Regions from separate parts of the Danio rerio genome. Here region 2 is linked to region 1. The links are chromatin contacts, called in public HiChIP or PLAC-seq maps. All regions are on one chromosome and are shown on one strand. The core of a region is the stretch at or near the end of the contact, and the rest is flanking DNA. Distances in the headings are between cores, read along the strand shown. Region 1 holds the start of nacc2l (NACC family member 2-like). Region 2 holds the start of edf1 (endothelial differentiation-related factor 1).

Region 1 (6,683 bases), core at 2,374-4,873:
CCCTGTGTTTTGTGAATTTAAAGGCTGCTTTTTCAAAAAAAAAAGAGCCACATATTTATAGACTTCATTAAAATTCTGATTTACTCTGGATTTACATGAGTACAGTTATGGAAACTACTAATGACACTTCTTCTGAATTTAAAACAGAAATGTTGACATTTAGCAGAGGTGGGGGTAAGTCACAAGCAAGTCTCGAGTCAACCTTTAAGCCTCAAGCAAGTCAAGTCAATTTTTGTCAGACTCAAGTAAAGTCACCGCTTATTTCAGGTCAAGTGAAGTCGTAGCTTGGTCTAGCAAGTCACTTTCAAGTCAATCAAATTTTTGTAGATTTTCGAACTTTTGCTATTTTGTATATACAAATAGTATAAACTTTGATTAGCCAAGATGTAAGCTGAAAACAACTGAACTAACTTCATAACTTACTATCTTTGGTGTGATTTAAATTGTCAAATGAACTTAAAAGTTGTGGTAATTGAGTCACTCACTTTTGAGTTGCATGCTTTGCATGTTGCTTTTCTTTTTGGCGTCGTCTTGCTTGTAATCTTTAAACCCGAATTTCATCTTTGGAGGAGCGCCTTCCATTTCTCGTTACTGTATACTCTTCATGACCTGATTGGTTTAGTTCAGCAAATTCAACTTTGTGTTTCCAGTAAATACTAATCCACAAAATACTTAAAGTTACTTACCTTTTAACTTACCTGGCACCCTTTGACATGGACAAAAAACAATATGTATAGTTATCCACTTATTTAAAAAATCATCAACGCGAGTCAGGAATTGGTTGCAGTGCTTTATTCAGAAAAGTACAGAGAACCTATCTTTCAGAGCAATCTGAGAACCGATAAGCTAATAAGACTGCGCTTGCGTTTGTTAGAACTTTCAGACTTTTTTTAAAACAAACAGTTTGTATTTAACTAAAACAAGTTATTTCGAGTCATTCAACTCAAGTCCAAGTCAAGTCTCAAGCCATGACAGTCAAATCCAAGCAAGTCGAGTCTTTTTGGATATTTGCCAAGCAAGTCTCAAGTCCTAAATTTTGCAACTTCAGTCTGACTTGAGTTAAGTCATGTGACTGGAGTCCCCCTCCTCTGACATTTAGAGGATTTTTGTGAGTAATCACACACTGAGGAAGGCATAGTGCCGAAACGTTTGTCTTTAAATCACTCGAAGAATGTAAGAAGGAAAAGTAAAAACGGTACGAAGCAATTACTTGATGAGTGCCAATCATTACCTTTTTGAGTAATCGACCAAAAGGCTAAACGCCGATTTATACTTCTGCATCGCGTATGGTAGCGAAAACTCTGTGATTGGTTGGCTTGGTAGCAGTGATGAGCATGGGTGGTGCTGAGAGCTGTGAGCCCGATGGAGCGAGTGTTTAACTGCTGAATCCTGTGAAGGAGCTTTAGTTGTTTTATGTTTACCTTTTGATTAAAGTTAGCAGGTTCCAGTCTCCGAATGAGCGAGCTTTAACTACTTGTATATTGAGGTAGCATTCAGAAAAAACAAAACACCCTCGAAGTAACTCAACACAGAGGAACGTAACCTATCAGCATGCAGAAGTACAAATGCACGGCTACGCGCAAGGCTTACGATGTAGGGTCATGGCGATCACTTGATGCAGAAGTATAAATCGGCCTTTTGCCTTTTGGTTGATTACTCACAAAAAACAGCCTTGAGACATGTTTATATTCATTTTTAGAGAACACAGTACAAGTAAAATAAATAAATAAATAAATAAATAAAGCAATATTTGCTGGAATGACCATGATTTTCAATAACAAAAAAATATTCTTTAAATGGCAGAATCTCTGTTTGAAATTGAGAAGAAATGTTATTAGACTATTAAAAGAAACACATAGTAACATTTTATTTAAAGCCATACCGAATATATCCAGTAAAACAGAATTTTCAGGTGATCTTCTATCTTATTGACCTCATAAGTAGGCCCACACGGAATCTGCACGGTCAGATTTCTGCAGATTTTCCGCATATTTCTGCAGATTTTTAGGCCATCGTTAATTCTGTTTATCTACTTGAGTAAATATGTGTGTGAATCTTGATTTACTCAGTTTTTAAATAATTACAGTAATATTATTGACTAATATGAAAATGTTCATCTGATTTATGTACAATGCAGTTTGTACAGTAATTTTTTCTGTCTTTCAGTAGATATATGAGAGACTTGCTTTGTTTACCAAATAAAATGAATTTAATTGGATTTGCATTTTAAACATTAAATAAAAGTTAAAAAGATATTATTTTTTATTTAAAATATTTAGATTTTAGTTATGATACTCCCAAAATAATTCCGCAGATTTTTATCAAAATTCTCTGCAGAAATGGCAAAAAACATCCACAGATTCTGTCTGTCCCTACTTATAAGTGACATTATTCCTAGAGTTGATTTAAAAATCTTATTGTAAATTTCCTCACCAGGGGATTTATGATAACTACATTAATGCATTTCAAAAGTCATCAAATTATGTGTCAAATTTGGTGCTAAACTATATTGATCACAATATTTTCAGTTTATTTTTTTGTACAAGTGATTGTAATGATCAATGCGTTTTAATATAAATCTCCAAACACACACCATCTATGTTGAACCTTATAGGCAGCGATTCATTTAATGTACTCCGAGGATTTCCTGATTACAGGCTGTTCAGTGTTCAATGTATATCACTACTGCGGTTTTTAATTCAAAGTTTACAAGCCTGTTGACATTGTGAACTGTTTTAAAATGCCATTATTAAACAAAGTTTGCTTTGTGGACTGATTTGAAGTAACGTGTTCACCTTGTGATATTTCACTATTTAATGGAGCATTGTTGTGGAGGATAAATATTCCCTAATAAAATATGGCTTATGTGTTGTGATGGTAGATGCACATAATGGTGGCCTTTTAAGCTGCTCCAAATGAACGGCTGTAAATTACGTTGCTTGTTCATTATTATTATTATTAATATTATTATTTCCAGTGCTTTAAGAATGATATTTTTATGTAAAGACTATTTTTGGGGGCAGTTGTTCTGTATATATGTAGTTTGTCCTAACAGAGGAGCCGTTGCATTTTGTATAAAGAACGCTGTAAGTTGTCTTTCAAATAAAAATGTATGATTATAATTTTTTTTTATTTCATAAGAGTGTCTATTAAAGGGTTAGTTCAACTGAAAATACTAATTTCCTCACTCTCAAGCTGAAAACCTGCAACAGTTGACTTCCATATAAGGAAAAACAAAAGGATCAATGGTTACGTTTCTTCGAAATATCATCATCTGTGTTCAACAAAAGAAAGAAACTCATTTGGAACAAGTAAAGGGTGAGTAAATATTATTTATTTTTGAGTGAACTGCTTTAAAGCATTGATGTTTTATAATGCACCACAATACTGTGCTGTTACATGTACAACAGTTTTCTGAGCAGCCTTCTTAAACGACCATTTATCAGGAGAACAGTTGGACGTACCGTACTGAGAACACAGTGTAACTGCGACTTAAAGTCTGAGCACATTGAGAGGTCATTTAAGTTTTTCGATTGCTGCAACGTCCATGTCTGTCCTCTAGTAGGCAGTGTGGAGTCTCTCCCCACCAGCTCAGACTGCAGTCTGTTCTCCTCAGGGACATCATACATGTGACCATACTAACGCTGTCTATTACTAGAGCTCCAGCTGTCAACTTAACAGATGTCTGCACAGGCACTCTTGTTTGCGAATGTAGAATAACTTGCTGTGTTCGTTTCTTCAGAACATTCTCCTAAATGGTGCGGGAAACAAAGTTTGAGGGGAGTTTCTGGAGATGAAAGTGTCACGTTTTGCTGCTTTTTTTTAGTGTTAGAGACCAGACAGACGGCAGGAATCAAGTTATGCAGCAGTCACCGGGCGTGTGTCTGCCACGCTTTATTGATTTATTCTAATTTATTTGCTGTTGATATTAGACGAGTGGAACACGGCAGTTTATCTCTAATAGCGCTGACTCACGCTGTAGCCCATCGGCGTCTCAGCATTAAAACTCGGAGACTGAAGCACAGCGCCTTCTTCCCCACTTTGCTGAGAGACGCTGCTTTACTGCCCCACTGCTCTGTACTCAACTCTTCCTCGCACACTACAGTCTTTCAGCCGTCCGTCTGATACGTGCCGCCTTAAAACGCTCTGGGTTTGATGTACTGATCTGACATTCAGGGCAGCTTTGAGACTGAGTCTCCCTCCTTTCTTTTTCTTATCGGTTGAGTATCTGTCTGATGCCGTGTTGGCACATCTGATTGGGTATGCAGACTCTGTACTGAGCATGCCAGCCTGTGACAGGGACTGCAATGCAGAGCTGCTCTCCTGGCACACACCATTTGTCTGCCCTTAATGTAAATAATCCTGAGCACGGAGCTGATCGTGGCAGAGACGGCTTCTGATGGATTATGTGTCTGCACGCATTGGGGTTGGTGCATGCAGGGTGAACGCTCCCGTTCTTGTCTTTTCTTCGTGCGGTGTGACGCTCAAATAAAAGTGAGCCATTGCTCTTTCTCTCTCTCTCTCTCTCTCTCTCTCTCTCTTTCTTTCTGTCTTGCCTGTCTTTTGTCTCCATCGCACATGAACACGTTTACTCTCTGCAGGGCAGTTATCCGCATCAGGCTCTCTCTCTTTCTCTTTCTCTCTTGCTCGATTTCTCTCTCTCGCTCTCTCTCTCTCTCTCACTCTGTGTCCTTAAATGACTTTCCTTCAGTCTCACTCCCTCCCCCTCTCTCCCTAGTCTCTGTGTCTGTGCCTATAGCCTCTCTCCCCCTTTCTGTGACATACAGTAGATGGTGCATCGATTGCACACAGACGTTCGCTTTCCCTCTCCCTGGCTCAGTCCTGTGCGGGGAGGAAGAGGACGGATTGAGACGTATCTCTCTGCTTCTCAAGCTACCTTTCCTCATGCTGAGCTGCTGTGTGGAGCCTGCCCGCATTCTCTCTCTCTCATCTGGGAAGATTCTGCTATAGAGGTCAGGTAGTGGCGGGGTGGAGAGGGAGGGTGGGTGGGTGGGTTTGTGGGTCACTTTTCAGCTTCTTTTGAATACTCCAGGCAAGCTTATGCTGAGTTGCCAAACATGCAGACTCTAGTAATGTTGGGGTGAAGAGAGCTGTTTACCAAGGGAGTTGCTGTGCAGCATTTCTGTCGCATTTTTTCTGCTGTGTCTGCACCAGATAAACATTGTGTGACTTTTGAATCTAGTCATTTTCAGTTTGTTACCTCATCAGGCTGGTCCACCTTCATTGTGACTTTCTGTTGTCTTAGATGTCTGGTGAGAAAATCCTGTCTTCTCCGGAGATCTGAAACGGGCATGATGTCTCAGCTCTTGCACATGGAGATTCCAAACTTTGGCAGCACGGTTCTGGACAGCCTGAACGAACAGCGGCTGCTGGGCCAGCACTGCGATGTGGCCATCATGGTCAACGGACAGGCCTTCAAGGCCCACCGTGCCGTTTTGGCGGCCAGCAGCCTCTACTTCCGCGATCTCTTCAGCGGTAGTACCCAGACGCTCTTCGAGCTGCCCTCATCCGTAGCCCCGTCCTGCTTCCAGCAGATTCTGACCTTCTGCTACACGGGCCGAATGACGGTTAGTGCCAGCGATCAGCTGATGGTCATGTACACGGCGGGCTACCTTCAGATCCAGAACATCGTAGAGCGGGGAATGGACCTCATGTTCAAGGCCAGCGCACCGTACTGTGACTCACAGACATCTGCCACAGACGATCCCCCTAGCCCAAACAACAACAACTCCTCCCTGTTGCTAGGCGACCAGCCCACAACTGTCTGCAAGATCAAGGAAGAGAAGCTGGAGACCCCCGTGTGCACTCAGAACGGGGAGCTAAAGCACTCTGAGGAGGACAGGGGACACAGGAGCAGATCTTCAAGGAATGGCACTCTTTTCTACACCAGTGCAGGTGTGAACGGTGTCATACCCGTGATGCATGCTTATGAGCAATCAACCCGAGATCATGCCAGCCCCGGTGCCTCTAGCCTCCCGACCACAGACAGCCCAACTTCTCATCAAAACGAGGAGGAGGACTTTGAAGATGACTCGTACGAGAGTCTGACAAATGGAAAGATATTCGGGGGCTCGTCCGGGATTTACACCAGTAAATGTCTTTTAATGGACTACTCATTGCAGCCCAAAATGCTGAGGATTCATTCCTGTGAGTGTGATCTGTTGTGTCTGTTCCCAGTGCAAGAGAAGATGGAGGTGTCCTCCCTGCCTCTGTCCTTGGAGAACCGTTTCTGTGTGCTGTTGGGAGGAGACAGAGAGGCTCTGCCTGCCGGACTCATCAGCCAGATCGGCTACCGGTGCCACCCTGCACTCTACACAGAAGGCGACCCTGGAGAGAGACTGGAGCTGATTGGAGGTGAGGCCTGAATAATACCAGCCTGTCTGAAACTCCGTGTCCATCTGAATTATTTATCAGTTCAGACTGAGTCATTTGAGTCACTGATTCAGAGCTAAGGTCTCCTTGTTTCTCTGTTGTTGGTGCTGTGGAAGGATCTGGTGTCTTCATGACTCGTGGGCAGCTGATGAACTGTCACCTCTGTGCTGGGGTCAAGCACAAAGTCCTGCTGAGACGCCTTCTAGCTGCTTTTTTTGACAGGTCTAAAGCCTTACAGATGCATAACAAGCATGCCTGCCTCTGCAGTAAAACAAAAAAAACAAGACCAA
Region 2 (6,683 bases), core at 2,068-4,567, 72 kb after region 1:
TGTTTGGTTGCTTGCGACCTAACCGGTGTACAGTGTCGACGGCGCTGGAGAGTCTGTCCTTGTCCTCTGGTAAGAGATGCTGACAAACGTCTATAACCCTACCACGAACATCCTCTCTTTCATTTTCCGGAATGCCGTGCATCCTGAGATTCCACCGCCGCGAGTAACTTTCTAACTGTGACAGCCTTCGGTCGTGTCCCACGCACGTTTCCTCTACCTTATTCAGTGTGGATTCCATCACTCCATACTTGTTTTTCAGATGGTTAACCTCAGCACTCACAAATTCGATAGCTTCTTTCACACTTGTAATTTGTTTTGTATTTTCATTAATTACGTCCTTCATGGAGGTAATCGCTCTTGTGTTTTCTCCGATCACATTTTCTAAAGCATCAGAACGGGTGTTTATTAATTGAGAAAGAGCTCCGAGTTGGGAGAGAATGGCAACCTCCGAACTTTCAGTTTTCCGTTGTTTTGTAGCAGGTGATTTGCATGGAGTTTCTGGAAGTGCAGGGAATTCTTCCTCACACATCATAAATTCGTCAAAGTCCACACTAATTTTTGAATAATTGTGTAATTTTTCCGTTTCATAACTACATGAGGCTCCCATCGTTTCACTCACGTTACTGCTAACATTAGCAGCGTTAGCTGTCCCCAGAGACACGTTTTTGTTCTTCCTTTTCTCCGATTTACCCATCTTATCACAAACAGGGACTAATTCTGTAGTATTTATATTATATTCTCTCTTTGCACAGAGTAAAATAGCTTTCAACTAATAACACTACTTGCCAATTACAATGTTTGAGCTTACAGAGCACATCGATCCGCTTGTTGTTAGAGCGCCATCTTGGTCGGACCCCACATTCGCGGACTTTCAGAGGCTCCGGAATCAGTGCGGTTACGTCATCAACATTTGACAACGCTGATTTGACAAAGAAACGCTCGTCTCTGTGTCTCCGGACAAATCAGACATGATACATTGATGCATTGTTCCTCCTCCATGCCCAGATTGGTTCAAACTCGCTATATCACAACCAATAAGCATAGGTTTCGCTTTTGTTTGTGGACCAAGGCTGTTTCTCAATTCCAAGAACGCAGAGAATGGACTTGCGTTCTTGTAGAGTGCGGTCTTGCCAGCTGTCCTCGGAAGAACGAACTCAGGAGACCGCGAGGGCAGAGAACGCGTCCTTTGAGAAATGGGATGCTGCGTTCTTCCTGATGGTCATGTGACCTTCACGCGTTTTAAATGGAAATTAATTAAACATTACAGCCTTCATACAACGATTTATTGTTTCCCCCCTCTTCAAAATATATACTTTGCATAAAAACATTATAAATATACTCTGCACATTATAAATAAAACAAATTTTAATACGAATTTCATCAAACAAACACAATTAATGTGTTTATTCCTTTATTAAGATGTTCATGTTAATGTTTACCTTCACCGTTTCATTTAGGGAAACTCCTGAGGTAAATAAGTAATATCTCTGAACTTTAATAATAAATCTAAATAAAATGCTGCGCTTCCCACCTCCAGTCGCAATGACTTCTGGGACTTCCAGAGCGAGCTCGCTGTTGAAGTCTGCATCGGTGCGTCCTCGATATCAAGAACACATCCGGGAAGTTTCACGCGTCCTCCGTACTTGCGGTCTTGAGTATTGGAACTGAACTTAGGCAGCTGATGATGACGTTTCACGAGGACACAAGACCGCTGAAGAACGCATATTGAGAAACAAGCTTTTTGAACAACACGGAATGAGAGATAGGCATACATTTATGCGCGGCTAAATAAAACGCAAAAAAAAAGTTTTGCATGAAATAATTCTCATACTAAGTACTTTTGCATGCACAGCAGCACAGAAACATGACAAAACAGTGACACAGCAAAGACGAACTGCTGCTCTTGCTGTTTTCAAAAGACGCAAATGAAGATGCAGCTGTTTGTCTGCATTGCAGACAACCATATCCATATCCATAGACAACCATATCCATGCTGGCACATAAAACCTAAGGATGTTCCATATTTAATCTAGTTTCGTTATGTAACTATTTATAGTATAGTAAATATTTATATCTATTTTTTTACTGAGGATTTGCACCATGTTTATTTGGACTTTGACACATTATTTATTATTTTCTTATTTTTATTTGTTCATTGTAAGTGGTGTTGTTTATAGTAACTAAAAATATATTATTTGAAAAAAGTCAAATTTGCTTCACTGTTCTATTATTTTGTAACATACCGTATACCGCGAAACCGTCAAACCGTGGTATTGTTTTAGACGATTATCATACCGTGAAAAATTCATACCGTTACAACCCTAATGTGGTTTATTTTCTTTAAACGGATATAAACAAACTAATATTTTATTCCTATTAAAAACAATAAATTAACTTGAACTAAGATACTAAATTGCTGCATTTGTATTATTTCTTGTTATTCATAACTTGCTAACAACTTTGCTAATTCATTCAAGTTGTTGCGGATGCAGATGCAGTCAGATGCCACGAGGGGCAAATTAAAAGCTTTTGACCATTCATGACACACACTATATCATATGATAGAGAAAATAGATTGTTATAATAATAATAATAGCTATGGAAAGAAAATTAAGAGACCACTTTCTCTGTATGTTCTCTCATGATATACTGGATTTATTGAGGGTTCATATTAGCTTTATTCTATAAAGGTCTGATAACATTTCTTCCAAATAAGAAAGAGAATATTTGTTTTTCTTCAGAAAGTGACAAATGGAAAGACTATAATAAGTATCAAATGTATTAATTTATTGTGATAGATAAATCTGGGTTCCAGACACTTTTCAGAAGCTAAAACATTGGTATTGTGTTGTTCTAAAATAAATGTAACCTCGTCAAAAAACATGACAAAAATAACAACGTTCGTTTAATTATTAATACATTTTTACAGCATTTTAAAATCGTTGTTATTTACAAAAAAATAGGTGGTTTGTTAATTTTAAGCTGTAACAAATGTGATCTTATTTCTAATAAAAACGTTAATATTATAACGTTAATATATAATAATACGTTATTTTCTGTCATTCACAACTAGCTAACGTTAACTTTGCTAATTCGTTCAAGTTGTTGCGTCAGATGCCACGCATGGCAAATTAAAAGCTTTTGACCGTTCATAACACGCACTATTTATCTAAACTTATAATAAATTGTACGTTTTTCAGTACAATTTTAAAACCCACACCTTCTCAATACGATAAGCTTTACTCACGTTAAAGGGGCTTGTTGACATGTGCCCACACGGTGACGTATATCCGGTTTAGTTCACTAGCATAAAGAGCAAAAAGGGACGTGCTCGACAACTTCAACGCCCCGCAGTTGCCCTAAAATCAAACACCTCTAAACACACAACAACAACAAAATCATCCAAAAATCATGGCAGAATGCGACTGGGACACGGTGACCGTTTTGAGGAAGAAGGGATCGGCCGCGCAGTCCAAGTCGAAGCAGGTATTTCACACGCTTCTGCTACATATAGTTTGCTGACGTGATTAGTTCACGTATGACGAGCACATTGTTGCTTTGACCTGTTTATAAATGTTTGTCTTCGACTAATGCGATATAATGTGTGTCCCAAAGCATTAAATATCAATGTGACAGTAAAAGGAGTAGTAATGTTAACGTATAACTTCGAGAATTAGCCAGTATGTGAAACGTGCTGTTGGAGGCCATAATAAGTGTGATCATAACAACACAGTTCAAAGATCTACATGGAGTTTCGGTTTACATAACAACGTTATAACCTCTGTTTTTAGGCTGTGACTGCTGCTCAGAGAAAGGGAGAAGCTGTGGAAACGTCTAAGAAATGTAAGAATACATACCTTTTATATAAGATCTGTTTATATCACTAACTGGAGTGAAATGTGCTGGTAATTTCATTGAGGTAAAGTTGGTTTTACCTTCACACATAGTCTTAAAAAGTCTTACATTTTATTTCATAAAACCTGTAGAAACCATGTACTTGAACCATGGAAATCGTACCAAATAGTTCAATATTATATAGAGTATTGGAGCATTGCTAGCAAGTACACTGAGTAAACAATCTTGTTTTTTTTTTCTCCTTAGGGGCTGCTGGGCAAAATAAACAACATGTTGTAACCAAAAACACAGCCAAGCTGGACAGAGAGACGGAGGAGCTCAGCCACCAGAGAGTGCCACTTGAAGTGGGCAAAGTGATCCAGCAGGGCCGGCAGAATAAGGGCCTCACCCAGAAAGATCTGGCTACTGTGAGTGTTTGCCAGACTTACCGTAAGGTTCATTTATTTTTGAGGTGGTGAAATATAATTGTGCGTTTCTCTTGCAGAAAATTAACGAGAAGCCACAGATCATTGCAGAGTATGAATGTGGGAAGGCTATCCCCAATAATCAGGTCATGGGGAAAATCGAGCGAGCCATTGGTAGGATTTTATCCTTCTTCTATTTGTTTTGGTCACAATAGCTAATTGTCTACTGTAATAAAGTTTGTGTTATTTTAATGATATTATCTTAGGCTAGGCTGTTTATTTGTAAAGCACAATGGGCTACGGTTGAAGTCAGAATTATTAGCCCCCGTTTACCTCCCCCCTCTTTCTGTTTAACAGAGAGATTTTTTTTTTCAGCACATTTCTAATCATACTAGTTTTAATAAGTCATTTCTAATAACTGATTTATTTTATCTTTGCCATGATGACCGTAAATAACATTTTACTAGATGTTTTTCAAGATACTTCTATACAGCTTAAAGTGACATTTAAAGGCTTAACTAGGCAGGATAGGGTAATTAGGCAAGTTATTGTATGATGATGGTTTCTTCTGTAGACTATCGGAAAAAATTATAGCTTAAAGGGGCAAATAATATTGACCTTAAAATGTTTTTAAAAAAATAAAAAACTACTTTTATCCTCCGAAATCATTTTCGCCGAAATCAAACAAATAAGGCTTTCTCCAGAAGAAAAAATATTATCAGACATACTGTAAAAATGTTCTTTTCTCTGTTAAACATCATTTGGGAAATATTTAAAAAAGAAAAAAATTCAAAGGGGGTCTAATATTCTGACTTCAACAGTATATGCACAGCTTGTGTTTTTCAGCCACTGATAAACTTCCAGTGAAAGATTTATGTGATTATTTTCAATTTAATAAGGTTCTTTTTACAGAGTCAGTGTTGTCATGTAATTAAAATAGACATTTAAATAGACTTAGGGTGCTTTCACACCTGTAAATAGATGGTTTTGTTCTAAGGGTGCTTTCACACCTACACTTTTGTTTTGGAACATATCTCCTTTGCCCAGTTAGCGCGGTTCGTTTGGCATATGTGAACAGGGCAATCGCGCTCTGTTCCGCGCCAAAGTAATCGCTCCGAGATCGCTTGAATGAGGTGGTCTTGGCTCAATTGAAACTAACCCTGGAGCGGTTCGATTGCAGTGAGAAAGCGATCCGATCCGAGCGCGGTTATATCACAGTGTTTTATGGATATGTAATAGGCATACGGCTGTATGAAGAGAGAATTATGAGTATGGCGGGAAGTTTCGCAAGTCTCCGCATGCTCGCAAACGAGTGATAATCTCCCGGTAATCTCGCGTCTCCCTCCCGGTCCTCAAATAGGCATCATCACGCACCCTTCTCACCCCTCCCCACCGCATCTCTCCTCAGACACGTCGCGCACGCGCACCCTGTCAATCACCACCAAACCACCACCTCTCCTGACAGCTTAGCGTCACGCTGCAAAATAAACCCTGACACTGACCAATGTAAGGAGAGTTTACTCGCAGTCGCACGTGACTTGTTTTAGCTCTTTTGGTCCGATAAGAAACTTTGCAGTGTGAAAGCGAACCGCTCCAAGAGCAAAGAGCAACAATGTAACATTTGTAATCTCTGTTTCGGAACAACTGAATCGATTCATAGGTGTGAAAGCACCCTAAAACAGATAAAAATAGGAACAATGTTGCACTTTGTTCTTCTTGGTGCGGTTCGCTTTCACTCTCCAAAGTTGGTAAATGGACCAAAATAGATAAAACAAGTTACGTGCGAGTAAACTCTCCTCACACTGGTTCCACGGTTTATTTCATAGTCTCTCAGCTGTCATGCATCCCTATTTTAATTTATGACGATGAGCAAAAAGACATTATAAACCCCTTTCACAAAGTAATACCGGTAAATATCCGTAAATTTTCGGAACGACTTTACCGGTAAATTCATAAAAAAGATGTTCACACAGGCACAGACGTTCTGGAATTTTTCAGGAAAAGATCATACACGCATCCATTCCAAAATACCAGTAAATTCTGACATCATTATCCAGAAATGACCTGTAAACGGCTGCACTTTTATTTGTAAACAAAGAAGGGGTCGACATTTTCTTGATGGTTTCACTTTTATTTAAAGCTTTAGCATTCATGCAGCTGCTTTGTGAGACATCCAAAGGCAGAAACGTGAACCACAGCTAAATGTTTACACACTTGACTACATTATAAGTATTGTGAACATCTTATATGAAAACGTATGGAGGAACACTTTCGCATGTTGATATGTACATATTGTGTGTGTGTGCTGAAGCTCACCCGCTCCTTCATGTGCACACACGTCTTGAAGGTAGACAAACAGCGGTTTATTATAAGCATTTTATCAATATATTTTTAAACAGTTGGCATTAAGAAGGAACATAGAAA

What was found. HiChIP or PLAC-seq counts read pairs in DNA pulled down with a chosen protein or histone mark.
Region 2: an H3K4me3 HiChIP or PLAC-seq map of gastrula embryo shows a contact between it and region 1, with 3 times the contacts expected there. The contact joins the promoter of edf1 here to the promoter of nacc2l in region 1. A contact is called at or near these places in 2 of 4 datasets of contacts at active chromatin or transcription factors (embryo and gastrula embryo).

The regions. Positions count from the first base shown.
Region 1 is chr5:70,249,489-70,256,171 of GRCz12tu, forward strand. nacc2l (NACC family member 2-like) reads left to right here and starts at 3,624. Exons shown (of 7, transcript XM_073951595.1): 1 at 3,624-4,973; 2 at 5,267-6,111; 3 at 6,199-6,375; 4 at 6,510-6,615. The coding sequence starts at 5,313. qsox2 (quiescin Q6 sulfhydryl oxidase 2) reads left to right here. Exons shown (of 12, transcript XM_009301964.5): 12 at 1-1,169.
Region 2 is chr5:70,322,015-70,328,697 of GRCz12tu, forward strand. edf1 (endothelial differentiation-related factor 1) reads left to right here and starts at 3,318. Exons shown (of 5, transcript NM_200745.1): 1 at 3,318-3,486; 2 at 3,792-3,843; 3 at 4,102-4,262; 4 at 4,340-4,433. The coding sequence starts at 3,412.